3 separate regions of the Ovis aries genome follow, and regions 1 and 2 are each linked to region 3. The links are chromatin contacts, called in public Hi-C maps. All regions are on one chromosome and are shown on one strand. The core of a region is the stretch at or near the end of the contact, and the rest is flanking DNA. Distances in the headings are between cores, read along the strand shown. Region 1 has its middle 88 kb from the start of TMSB10. Region 2 holds the start of TMSB10 (thymosin beta 10). Region 3 has its middle 36 kb from the start of TMSB10.

Evidence for each region. Hi-C and Micro-C count contacts between places; a contact is called where the count stands out from the background.
Region 1: a Hi-C map of liver shows a contact between it and region 3, with 2.8 times the contacts expected there. The contact joins two enhancer-like sites. A contact is called at or near these places in 5 of 16 Hi-C or Micro-C datasets (blood, liver, mixed tissues and 2 more).
Region 2: a contact with region 3 is called in a Hi-C map of liver, with 1.6 times the contacts expected there. The contact joins the promoter of TMSB10 here to the enhancer-like site in region 3. A contact is called at or near these places in 5 of 16 Hi-C or Micro-C datasets (blood, liver and mixed tissues).

Annotation. Positions count from the first base shown.
Region 1 is chr3:56,680,955-56,684,526 of ARS-UI_Ramb_v3.0, forward strand. No RefSeq gene overlaps it. Among named protein-coding and RNA genes, the nearest start is that of TMSB10, 88 kb to the right of the region's middle. Within about 2 kb of position 1,972, at least 10 of the 54 cell types and tissues checked have an H3K27ac peak or open chromatin away from gene starts, as enhancers often do. A contact at or near this core is called in liver, where this site is marked.
Region 2 is chr3:56,768,238-56,772,170 of ARS-UI_Ramb_v3.0, forward strand. It overlaps TMSB10 (thymosin beta 10), which reads left to right and starts at 2,083. Exons shown (of 3, transcript XM_027966724.3): 1 at 2,083-2,145; 2 at 2,422-2,536; 3 at 2,819-3,103. The coding sequence starts at 2,437. The coding sequence ends at 2,847.
Region 3 is chr3:56,731,791-56,735,889 of ARS-UI_Ramb_v3.0, forward strand. No RefSeq gene overlaps it. Among named protein-coding and RNA genes, the nearest start is that of TMSB10, 36 kb to the right of the region's middle. Within about 2 kb of position 2,736, at least 14 of the 54 cell types and tissues checked have an H3K27ac peak or open chromatin away from gene starts, as enhancers often do. A contact at or near this core is called in liver, where this site is marked.

The DNA of each region.
Region 1 (3,572 bases), core at 722-3,221, 52 kb before region 3:
TTATTCAGGCCCTTCTCAACATATTCATGTGTCCACCTGTTTATGAGAAGTTTACAAAGACTTGCTGGGATGTTAGTCTTTGTTATTGATGATTAAGCTTTAAAGAAGTTTGCATACCAAAACTAAGCCAATAACATTAATGATTTTCCTCTAAAAAAAACTTTTTATTTTTTATTTTGCATTGGACTTATAGCCAATTAACAATGTTGTGTAGTTTCAGGCAGAGGGCAAAGGGACTCAGCCATGCATATACATGTATCCATTCTCCCCCAAACTCCCCTCCCATCCAGGCTGCCACATAACATTGAGCAGTTTCATGTGCTATACAGTAGGCCCTTGTTGATTATCCACTTTAAATATAGCAGTGTGTACATATCCATCCCAAACTCCCTAACTATATTTTCTCCCTATCCTTCCCCCCAGCAACCATAAGTTCCATAATATAAGTGATTTTCTGAGTGCTAACTATAGACCCTGCTAAATAGTTCACTTCTGTGCTCATTTAATCCTCTCAACATCCTGAAGTAGTAACTATTTTTAAATCTATTTTTAAAAAGAAGAAAATGAGGGGAAAGGAAGTTAAATAACTTGCTTACGATCACAAAGCTTAGTAAACCAAAGTGTCCCCACAAAGTGCGTGAACGGAAACAGTTCAACACCAGAACTTGAGATCTTCACCACCATGCTGTACACGAGGTATGCTGCATAACTGACTTCTGTCACATGGTCTAATTTAAATTATTAGGCTTACGGTAAAGACCTAAGAATCTGAAACTGGAAAGAAGAGAGGGAGGGTAGGAAGGAGGGAGAGAGAGAGAGACAAGAGGGAGAAAAGAGGGAAAGAGGAAGGCAGAAAAGGAGACAGAAGGAAGGGCACACAAAAGCTTTTTTCATCCGGGTAAGTGCAGAAAGCACACTATATCTAGAAAACAGAAGATGTTACACAGAAGAAATTTTGAACTAGCGATAATTTCAATACTTGGGTTATAATTGGTTTTAAAACCTGTGAGTATATTTTGAGTTTATTTCCTTTCAGTTTATCATTTTATGCAATCAGTTGTTTTATATATAAAGTTATTGCATGCTCAGTCTCTCATGCCTGACTTTGCTACTCCATGGACTATAGCCGGCCAGGCTCCTCTGCCCATGGAATTTTCCAGGCAAGAATACTGGAGTGGTTTCCCATTCCCTTCTCCAGGGGATCTTCCCCACCCAGCCATCAAACCAACCTCTCCTGTCTTTCCTGCATTGGCAGGTAGATTCTTTAACACTGCACCACCTGGGGATCCCTATATATAAAATTACTATATATATATATATATATATATATATATGTAAGTATTATATATAAAATTTAGTATCGTACACTTTTTGTGTGACAGTATAAGCATTTCACCAGAGTATGGAGTCCTTAGCATCACACTACATGCCATCATTTAATTAAACAATCATGAATACACCATCAAGAGCATCCAGGAGCAGAAAGTTCTTTCTATTTTCTAATTATTTCCTTAGTATAGATTCCTAAGACCAGGCCTACTGAGTCAATGGGCATGAACCAGTCAAAAGATTGTTACTTCTCTTTTTTCTAAAAACTTCTTTTAACTTGTGCTTTTTTTTTTTAGTAAAAATTTAATTCTCCATTAAAACAAATTCAATACACATTAAGTGGTAACACAGACAATCTCCCAAAGCCAGTTTTATACAGAAGCTCCATCTCTGATGCAATCTGTGCCTCTATACTGATACCCCCAGTGGAGCACCAGTGCAGACAGGCTGCTGTGGCCGCGCACGCGCGCTGCTGCCTCCGCCTGGGAGGCTCTTTCTACCCTCCTCCCTGTGACAAATAACACTCTTGTCCTTTGGAAATCGAAAAGGGAGCCTCCTCCTCAGGAAGCCACGGTCCTGCGGGCACTCCGGGGCACAGTGAGACCGTCCCCTCTTTGCCCGGAGCATCCTGCGACTATTCCATCACAGCACTAATGGCAGCGCCCTGTTTTGTCACCCCACGTGCAGCAATCACGCCCTACTCACCTCTCTATTCTCCCCATCTGGCACACAGGACCTGACATACTGTAAACATTCAATAAATTTTGACTGAATGAATAAAATCTAGAAATGACTCTGCCAAAAACTGCAGTCTGAGATGGGTTGGAGAAAAGGAAGCTCAACGAAATTTCGCCAGCCAAGACAAACAGGAAGCATTTCCGGGAAACCCAGACCCATCAAATTTCTCAGAAAAGTAAATGGGGGTGAGGGCAGGGGAGGAATGCTGGGCCTAATGGGGGAGGGAAGAGAGTCTTACCCCCTAGAGACTCATATTTTATTTGAGCTTATCTCTCAGCCAGCTTTGGGACATCTGCATTTGGGTTTATTCCTTAAATGCTTGTCCTGACCAAGCCTGAAAGCTCTTAAACTCCCATTTTCTCCCCTGGTATACGTCAGGATAGGGGCCTCCCAGGTGGCACAGTGGTAAAGAATCCACTTGCCAATGCAGGAGACACAAGGGATGCAGGTTTGATTCCTGGGTCAGGAAGATCCCCTGGAGTAGGAAATGGCAACCTGCTCCAGTATTCTTACCTGGAAAATTGGGTAAGCTATGTCTCAGTAATAAATTAAACCTGAAGTCTCAGTGGCTTAACAGATAATATATAGCTTGCTCACACAATCTGAGTGAGTTAGCGGCTCTTTCATCCATCTAGTCCCTTGGGAATCCAGTTCTGTTTATCTTGTGACACTGCCGTCCCGATAGATGGTTTCCATGGGGTGCTATGGGGTGGATATGGCAGGTGACCTACAGTTTGCCTGAATTCCCACAATTCATTGACTAGAAGCAGTCACATGGTCTTGCCTAATCCTTAAGGGTGCTGGGAAATGTATTCTTTCCATTTGCAGAGGAGAGAGAATGTCCTTGAGACATTAAAACAGTTGATGGGGAGCTTAGTGCATTACAGAGATTCATGATATCAGATGCATCCCTATTCAGAATTACACACAGTCCTTGGTGGAAGGACATCCAGATAGTAACCTGGCTAGTGGTGCTCATCATGAAAGTTCCCTGTCAGCCTGTGGTCCTCAAGTCACAGAAAGACTGGGGACAGCAGAGGCTGAGAACAGGGGTGGGGAGCACAGGCAAGGGAGCAAAATGCCAATCATAATCCTGGGTTAGTGTAGAATTCTGGAAATTGAGTGGATGGTCAGCAAAGCATCATCAAGAACAAGAGAGTGTAATGGATCGTGAAAGGTGTCATGAGAAATGTCAATGACCATTCTTGTGTCAACTACTGAAGAACAGAATCACAGCAGCAAGTATAGAACTAAAAGTTCCTGAAGCTCATTCATTCCTCTTCCATTCATTAATTCAGCCAATAAATTGTTACTGATGCCAACTTGATCCGAGCACTGAAGATACAGTAATGAACAAGAAAGACCATATCCTTGCCCTCCTGGGGTTTCATTTTACCTGGAAGTGGGGAGGTGATGTCAAGAAGAAGACAGGGAGGGGAGAGGAACCTGGGATATCACAGAAGGACCTCTTCCTACTAGAGGTAGTGGCCCAAAATAAACTTTCA
Region 2 (3,933 bases), core at 833-3,332, 36 kb after region 3:
CCGCATTAGGGCCCTTTGGGAATTGTTTGTTATGGTTGTTTGCCTACCCTGTGAAGTTGAATGTTTATTTAAGAAATGTTCATTCCCCTCCCTCTCCCACCATGAGTGGACTACACATCTCCATTCCACTGATGGTTGGTTTGGCCTACGGGATGTTAACAGACATGGTATGCTTTAATACACACTTCAACAATTCTGCACTCTCTTACGCAACAGCCCTCTTGCTGTTTTCTCATCACCTTGAGAACAAGCTCCAGCTAGATCCTGGGCCAGAGCACGAGACACCTGAGAAGCAGACCTAGATCCCGCGAACAGGGTGAAACCAGGCCCAGCTGAGCCCAACACAGCAGCTCCTACCTCCAGAGAAGAGGAGAGAACAAGTGATTATTGTTTTAGCCGCTGACTTTTGTGACAGTCTGTTACAAGACATACTGTGGCAACAGTTGACTGATACACAAATAAAGTGTGTGTGCCACGCTCATGGGGCTGCCATGTTAAGCTTCCACTTGATGCCTGTTCTTTCTCTCACTTAAGTTTTATGCCAAAACTCTTATAAATGAAGAGGTATAAGAAAACACTTGCCCAAGGGCATACAGGAAGTTTGGTATATCAAATTCATAAGCCCAAATTTATTTCCTTCTGTGCCAAATGCACTGAGGGAATGTGAAAAAAAAAAAAAAGCAGACAAAATCAGGAAGGGCTGGGACAGAACTTAGGATGTTTCCACAAAATGCCAATTTAAAAGTGCTTGGTTGGTCTTCCCTGGTGGCACAGTGGATAAGAATGTGCCTGCCGCTGCAGGGGACACAGGTTCGACCCCTGGTCCAGCAAGATTTCACATGCCACGGAGCAACTAAGCTCATGTGCCACAACTACGGAAGCCCATGTGCCCTAGAGATTGGGCTGCACAACAAGAGAAGCCCCCACAATGAGAAGCGCTCGCACCTCAAGAGAAGCCCCTGCTCGCTGCCACTACAGAAAGACCTAGCAGCAACAAAGACCCAGTGCAACCCCCTCAAAAAAGAAAATAAAAATAAAAGGGCTTAATAATGCTCCTGGACATTTGGCAAGTTCAGAGCGAATAAAATGACCAGCTTCACCCCCTGGGTTGTTCATTTATGGAACTAAAGATGTTGAACGGAATGAAGATACAACTTTTCTAAGAAAGACTTGAATAATTGCAGTATACGCCTATAACGGATTGAAAAAGAAAGCAAGAATCTTTGTAGGGACATATTCAAGGTTAACTCAAGGAGAAAAACTGAACCTTGGGACACTACGTCCCTAGGAGCCCTGTGAGAAAATGAACACAGCAAGCCCCTGGGGGCTGCCTGCTCCCACCATCGCCTTTCAGACAATGCTTGTTACAAGCGTCCTAAGGGAGCACCAGCGATGGGTCCTGCAGGAACTGCCCAGTTCGAAAACGGAGACAACGGGCCCCAGTAGTAGCAAAGAGCAGTGGAAATCTACCTGTACTTCCCTGTCTTTCATCTCTAGGACCCCTGGCTCGGATTCTTTACGTGTGAGCCCCGGAGGCGTTCACCTCCAGGAGGACAGGGACAAGGGGTGGAGGATTTCCGGGAAGCTAAAGGCAAAACACGTGGGGACTGCACAGGGGTGGGTACCTCCTGTAAGCTGGGACTGCTGTAATGCGCCTGAGCACGTCTACACATCCATACTCAACAACGATACACTGCACACTTAGTACACCCACACCCACACCCAACCGTACACCCTTCCCCCCGCCGACCTCCCACGCCCCTGCTGCGGGTGAGCAGCGGATTTCCGGAAAGGGGGGAGTGCAGTCCCCTAGAAAACTGAGGGCGTGGCACCCACCCTGGTGGCGCCTGCTGCCTCCTCTCTGGGGGTCCAGGGAGCTGGGGGAACTGGACGAAGGGACCGCGCGCGGGAGAAGAGCCGGGTCCAGCCCAGCGGGCTGCCGAGCTGAGGGCGCGGTAGGGAAGTGAGCGACCCGCGCTGGCCCCGCCCCCCGGCCGCCGGCCCCGCCCCCGCTGCGGCGGGCGAGAGGAGGGGCGTGGCGGGCGCGGCCTATATAAGGCGAGGGGCGGGCGCCGCTCTTTTGTCTTTTGCTGCAGCAACGCGAGCGGGTGCCCCGGGACCGCGGTCTGGAAGCGGAACTTCTCGGTGAGCGGCGTCCTGGGGCGGAGGCCCAGTCGGGTGGGGTCAGAGCGGGTTTTCTTGGCGGGTGCGCGACGGCCTCGTCGGGCGCCTTTTCCCGACGGGACGCCGGGGCGGGCGGGCCACACCCTGGGGCTGCGGAGCCGGGTGCGGGACGCGCCCAGATCCTCGGCCTCCGGACTGTCGGGAACGCCCCAGCCCGAGTGCCACGTCGTGGAGCGGAGGCGGGGAGGGCAGAGGGGGCCGCTGGCTTCCGGCCAACCGCCTTGATTTGCCCGCTAGGATTGTTTTAAGAAAATGGCAGACAAGCCCGACATGGGGGAAATCAACAGCTTCGATAAGGCCAAGCTGAAGAAGACTGAGACGCAGGAGAAGAACACCCTGCCGACCAAAGAGAGTGAGTCCGCCCCCGCCTCCGGGTCCGCGGGCTCCGAGCCCAGTCCCCACCCCGCCCTTCCCGTTAACCCAGCCCCACACCCCATCCGGCAGTTGCTTCCCATCGGGCGGCCCCAGCCCCTGTTTCTGTTGCACAAAGCGCCTCTCTCTTCCCAGCCCCACGCCTCTTTCTTAATCCCTAGACCTCGTGGGTGCCTTACCCAAACCAGGTTTGCAAGCGCCCCGTTTGGGTGGGTTGCCAGGGGTCCCCATCCCCCAGTGTCCAATTTCCTGCTCTCCACAGCCATTGAGCAGGAGAAGCAAGCAAAGTGAGATTTTCCGCGAACCTGGAGGATTCTCCACCGCATCATCTTGGAGACCCTAGCCGTGATGTGGAGGAAGAGCCACCTGCAAGATGTACACGAGCGACAAGCTGCACTGTGAACCCGGGCACTCCGTGCCGTCGCCACCGGCCCGCGGGTCTCTGAAGGGGACCTTCCAATCGGACTGCCAAATTTCTCCGGTTTGCCCTGGAATATTATAGAAAATTATTTGTATGATTAATGAAAATAAAACACACCTTGTGGCATGGCTGGCGTGCTCTTGTTTCTTAGTTGAGTATGCGTGGGTAGTGCCGCTGCAGCGAAGCCCGGCGGCGCGCGGGAGTCGGGAGTTCCTGCCGCAGAGCGGGGGAGGGGGTCGCAGAATGGGCTGGCTTGGAGGGGACCATCTTTTAGTTTTGGATTTACCTGTTCCTCCATAAGATTTCATAGGTTATTAGCCACTTATTCTTGCTTATAATGCAATCGATGCAAAATTTAACCCCACTTTTCAGTTCCTGGAAGCTGTCTTGGAAAATGCTTTGGCAAAAGGGCATAATTGTTTTTGATAAGCTTTTCCAGTCCCACCGCTTTTTTTTTTTTCCTCTGGACCCCTCATAATTCTGATGAACACCAGGAGAGAACAGAGAGTTCACGTCAAAGAAGAAAGGGGCGGGGGAAGACCGAATCCACAATGTTGGAAATTGGGCGAGGTCACAAAAGTCCCCCATTAGCTTTCTCTTGGGGCCTGAAAGAGGGGGCATGGGAACAGGAACAAAGGCGGGATCCAGGGAAAATGCCAGAATATCAGAACTGGAGGAACCAGCACCAGAACTAGAAGAGCTGTGGGGGACAGCCTAGCTTTTGTCTCTTAACCCGAGCTCGAAAGCGTTAGCCATTAGAGGGAGTGCTGGGCTGAGCAGCCTCGGGTGCTGTGATCAGCAGGAAGGGTGGGGATGTGGAGGGAGGGCTGGGACCGGCAGGGGCAGCAGAACCCTGCTGGGTCACACCCCTGGTCCCATTGGGAAGGGCTGGGCCAGCCCGCAGGCCTCCACGAAGGAGGAAAGCCTGATATGGTGGGCCTTTCTGAATCTTAAGG
Region 3 (4,099 bases), core at 1,486-3,985:
GAGAACAGATTTATAGGTAAGGCTGGTGGAGAAGAGGGAGAGGGCGAGATAAATGGAGAGAATAGCATGAATGCATATACACTAACATATGTAAGTTGATATCAATGGGAATTTGCTGTGTGACTCAGGGAACTCAAACGGGGGCTCTGTAATAACCTAGAGAGGTGGGAATGGGTGGGAGGTGGGAGGGAGATTCAAGAGGGAGGGGACAAATGTACACTTATGGTTAATTCATGTTGATGTATGACAGAAATCAAACCAATACTGTAAACCAATCATCAATCAATTAAAAATAAATAAGTAATTTTTTAAGTCAAAAAAAATTAAGTTGGAAAAGCAGATAAGAGGGCAGGTGGGTGGAGGGATGGAGATGACATAATTTTTAATAGGTAATCCTGAAGCATCTTCTTGAGAGAATTTGAGCAAAGCCCAGCTAGAAGTATGGGAACATGTGGATATCTGTGGGGAGAAACAGTAAGTGGCACAGACTCCAGAAGGGGTAATAAAGAACTCCAGAGTTGTGTTTGAGTGTTGATACGGAAAGAAGAAAGCTCATAAAGATGGCTGAGTGCCAAAGAATTGATGTTTCGAATTGGGATGCTGGAGAAGACTCTTAAGAGTCCCTTGGACTGCAAGGAGATCCAACCAGTCCATCCTAAAGGAAATCAATCCTGAATATTCATTGGAAGGACTGATGCTGAAGCTGAAGCTCTAATACTTTGCCACATGATGACAAGAACCAACTCATTGGAAAAGACACTGATGCTGGGCAAGACTGAAGGTAGGAGAAGAAGGGGGCAACAGAGGGTGAGATGGTTGGATGGCTTCACTGACTCAATGGACATGAGTTTTAGAGAACTCTGGGAGACAGTGAAGGACAGGGAAGTCTGGTGTGCTGCGGTCCATGGGGTCACAAAGAGTCAGACACGACTGAGCAACTGAACAATAACAACCACCTGTGACGTGCTCTGGGTCAAGCCTGCCTTGTTTGTGGCTGATGTTGGCTCAGAAGATCTCCCTAATGATTAACAAAAGTTGAAAACCAAGCCAGCTCTCAAGCCACGGTCCTTCCAGAATGTACCAGGAAGCAGCCACACGGGGTGGGAAGCTAGATTCCAGAGCCTGACTACAATCTCAGCATCCCCTGAGGAACCCATCCACAGCGCTCTCTACAGCCTGCAGGTGATCAAACAGCCTTGCTACTGACTGACTGGTCTCCACTAGATGGACAGCCTTCCTACGTCCCTAGCCCAGGGTGTTATAGGAACACAGTGTGGCTTCCTGGGCAACCCGTTCGCCAGGAATGGCTCAGTGAGGTCACCCTCTTCCTCGCTGTGGTTAGGACAATGAATAAAGTCACGCGACCTCTGATGCTGCGCAGGAATCAAAGAAGGTGGGCTTCCGAGGGCGCAAGGTCTACGACCACCCACCACACCAGGGCTCCACAGAGACTGAAACCACAAACTCGCAAAATTCAACTTCCACACCGCTCATAAGAGAGGGACTTTAGAAAGGCAGAAAATTTCGAGAGTAAGAAAATTGATCATGAAAAGGGAGCGCTCTCCTCGAAAGAGGTCCAGAGCCGGAGACGCCAGACCTACGGGGTTTCCGCTCGGCTTCTGCTCCAATAGGGCTGGGGAGGCCCGAGCAGGTGACTGGGCCTCTCTCACCTAGGTTCCCCTCACCGCAAAACGCGTTCTAACGAGGCGCACAGTGCGTGTCAGACCCGGTCTATCCAGGAAAGCGCTCCGTGACGTGGAGCACAAATGTCCCTCTGTGAGCCTCAGTTTCCCATATCAGTAAATTAGGGGGATGACTCCAGTTCTCCCAAATCCCTCCTAAGTTAAAGTGTGCTCAGTCGTGTTTGACTCTTTGCAACCCCACGGACTGTCCATGGAATTCTCCAGGCCAGAATACCCTTTCTCTTCTCCAGGGGATCTTCCTGACCCAGGAATCGAACCGGAGTCTCCAGCATTGCGGGCGGATTCTTTACCAGCTGAGCTATCAGGGAAGCTCCAAATCTCTCCTAATTCAGGCACTGAATAGACAAAGGTTAAATCAAGCTGTTGCTGCGGGCTTGTTACCATTCCTTAAGAGCAGAAATGAAACTCTAGGGAAGAGCGGGCAGCTCAAACCTCAAAGAAAATGAGCCCAAGTTCCGGGCCCACCGGGTCTTCGCGGGTTCGAGCCCGAATCTCCAGCGAAGCAGGCTGGCGAGACTCAGGAGTTCTGGCCCGAGACCTTTCGGTTGACAAACGGCTGGGCCGTGGGACAGAGTCTCATGTGGCCGGAAGGCTGCGCCCCCGCCGGAAAGGGGAACCGGGGGTCGCGGCGAGAAGTGCGAGCTAGGAGGCACCGCCAAGGCAGGTGGGAGTCTGGCCTGCTGAGTCGGATCGGGGTCCGAGAGCGCGGAGTTTGGCGAGGATGGGAGGTAACCACCCCACCCCCCGGGAGGTGCCAGGAGGCTGCAGCGTCCGCGCCTACTGCGCGCCTTGTTTGGGGGTTGGAGCTCGCGGTTGGCAGAGGCGGGCTCGCGGCGCGGAGGGGCTGAGCTCACGGGCCGGAGGCAGAGGGTCCGCAGCAGGAACCAGCTCCAGGGACTCCTCTCGGCGACTCCGAGGCCCGGGACGCAGAGGCAAGGAAGGACTCAGCAGCGGCTGCCCATCCCAACTAGTCGGCGACCTAGAGGCTGCGGACTCTCTGAGCGCCGTCCGTGGCGCACTGGAGATCCGGGGAGCCTCTCGCCGGCTCCCTTCAGGGTTGGCGCGGCCGCCTCTGGGCGGGGCTGGAGCGAGCCGGGTGGCTGCCACGAGGGGCTAAATCCCGACCCCACTCAACCGCTCTGCGGCCCACCAGCCCCGCGCGGAGTCGGTCTCGGGAGCTCTGGCCGGGCTTCTCCCGCCCAAACCCAGCCCTGGCCGCCCGACACTTTGTGAGCCGGATAGAAGGGAGAAGTGAGACTCCAGGACTGTCTTCTAAATTCGAACGAAAATCGTACTGCCTCCTGTCCTGTCTGCGTTCCTACTGCCAATCCTGAGGGTGACTCTTGTTGGAAAGAAATAGACCAAAGAAATAAATGAAAGGCTGTTTTTAAAGGCAAGTTCATTTAAACGAAGGGAATCGCGCGGAAGTCTTGTGTGTGTGTAAAAGAGGGGAATAATCAGTGTGTGCATTCACTTAAAACCCGGAACCACGAAAGCCAGCAAGCACTCCATTAAGTGCTTTCTTAAGGGATTTGGAGGGGTAATAAAAAGGATTACTGCAAAGATTAAATGATTAATTTAGGAAAAGCACCTCCGCAGAGCTTCCCAGATGACGTTAGTGGTAAAGGAGAAGATGCCAGAGACACAGATTCAATCCCTGGTTCGGAAAGAACGCCTGGAGGAGGGCATAGCATTCTCCTGGAGAATCCTGTGGACAGAGGCCGTTCAGGCCACAGTCCATGAGGTCGCAAAGAGTCGGACGCGACTGAGCGACTTAGCAAGAACGCAGACGCACACAGTAGGTCTGCAAATTTTCCACTCCAAACTCCCCACGGGGCTTTTAACAGCAGGGGCCCTGGAGGGAAAAAAAAATTATAAAAGCAACTGGCCTTTCCCACCTCCCACCCAAGGCCTGAGGGTACTCCACCTCCCTTGACAGCCCAGACTCCTGCTTGATTAACTTCCTAGTGTTGTTTAATGGCGCATTCATAGGCAGGGGATCTTAATTGTTTTAATTCCCTGTCCTCTACGTGCGTTTGGGAAATCTGATGGAAATTTAGAATGGGGGTCGAGGAGAGGGTAGCCCTGATTTGCACACAATGAGAGGAGTTTTCTTAGCCTCAGGTTCCCACCTACAGTACTTCCAATTAAGCGGGGGAGGGGGCTTGTTTTGGCGTTCTCTGTTTTGTTTTGTTTGGGGGATAGCCTCACCCGTGTGGCAAGCTTTGTCTTAGTTCCTCAGCCAGGAATATAACCCTAACACCCTACATTAGAAGCCCGGAGTCCTTACCACCAGGGGAGTCCCCCAGAAACCCAGCTTTTAAAGGACAGGTGTTTCAAACTTTGATTCCACGGGGATTTCGGCTTAGGAATTGTGCGTGTGTGTGTTTGTGCGT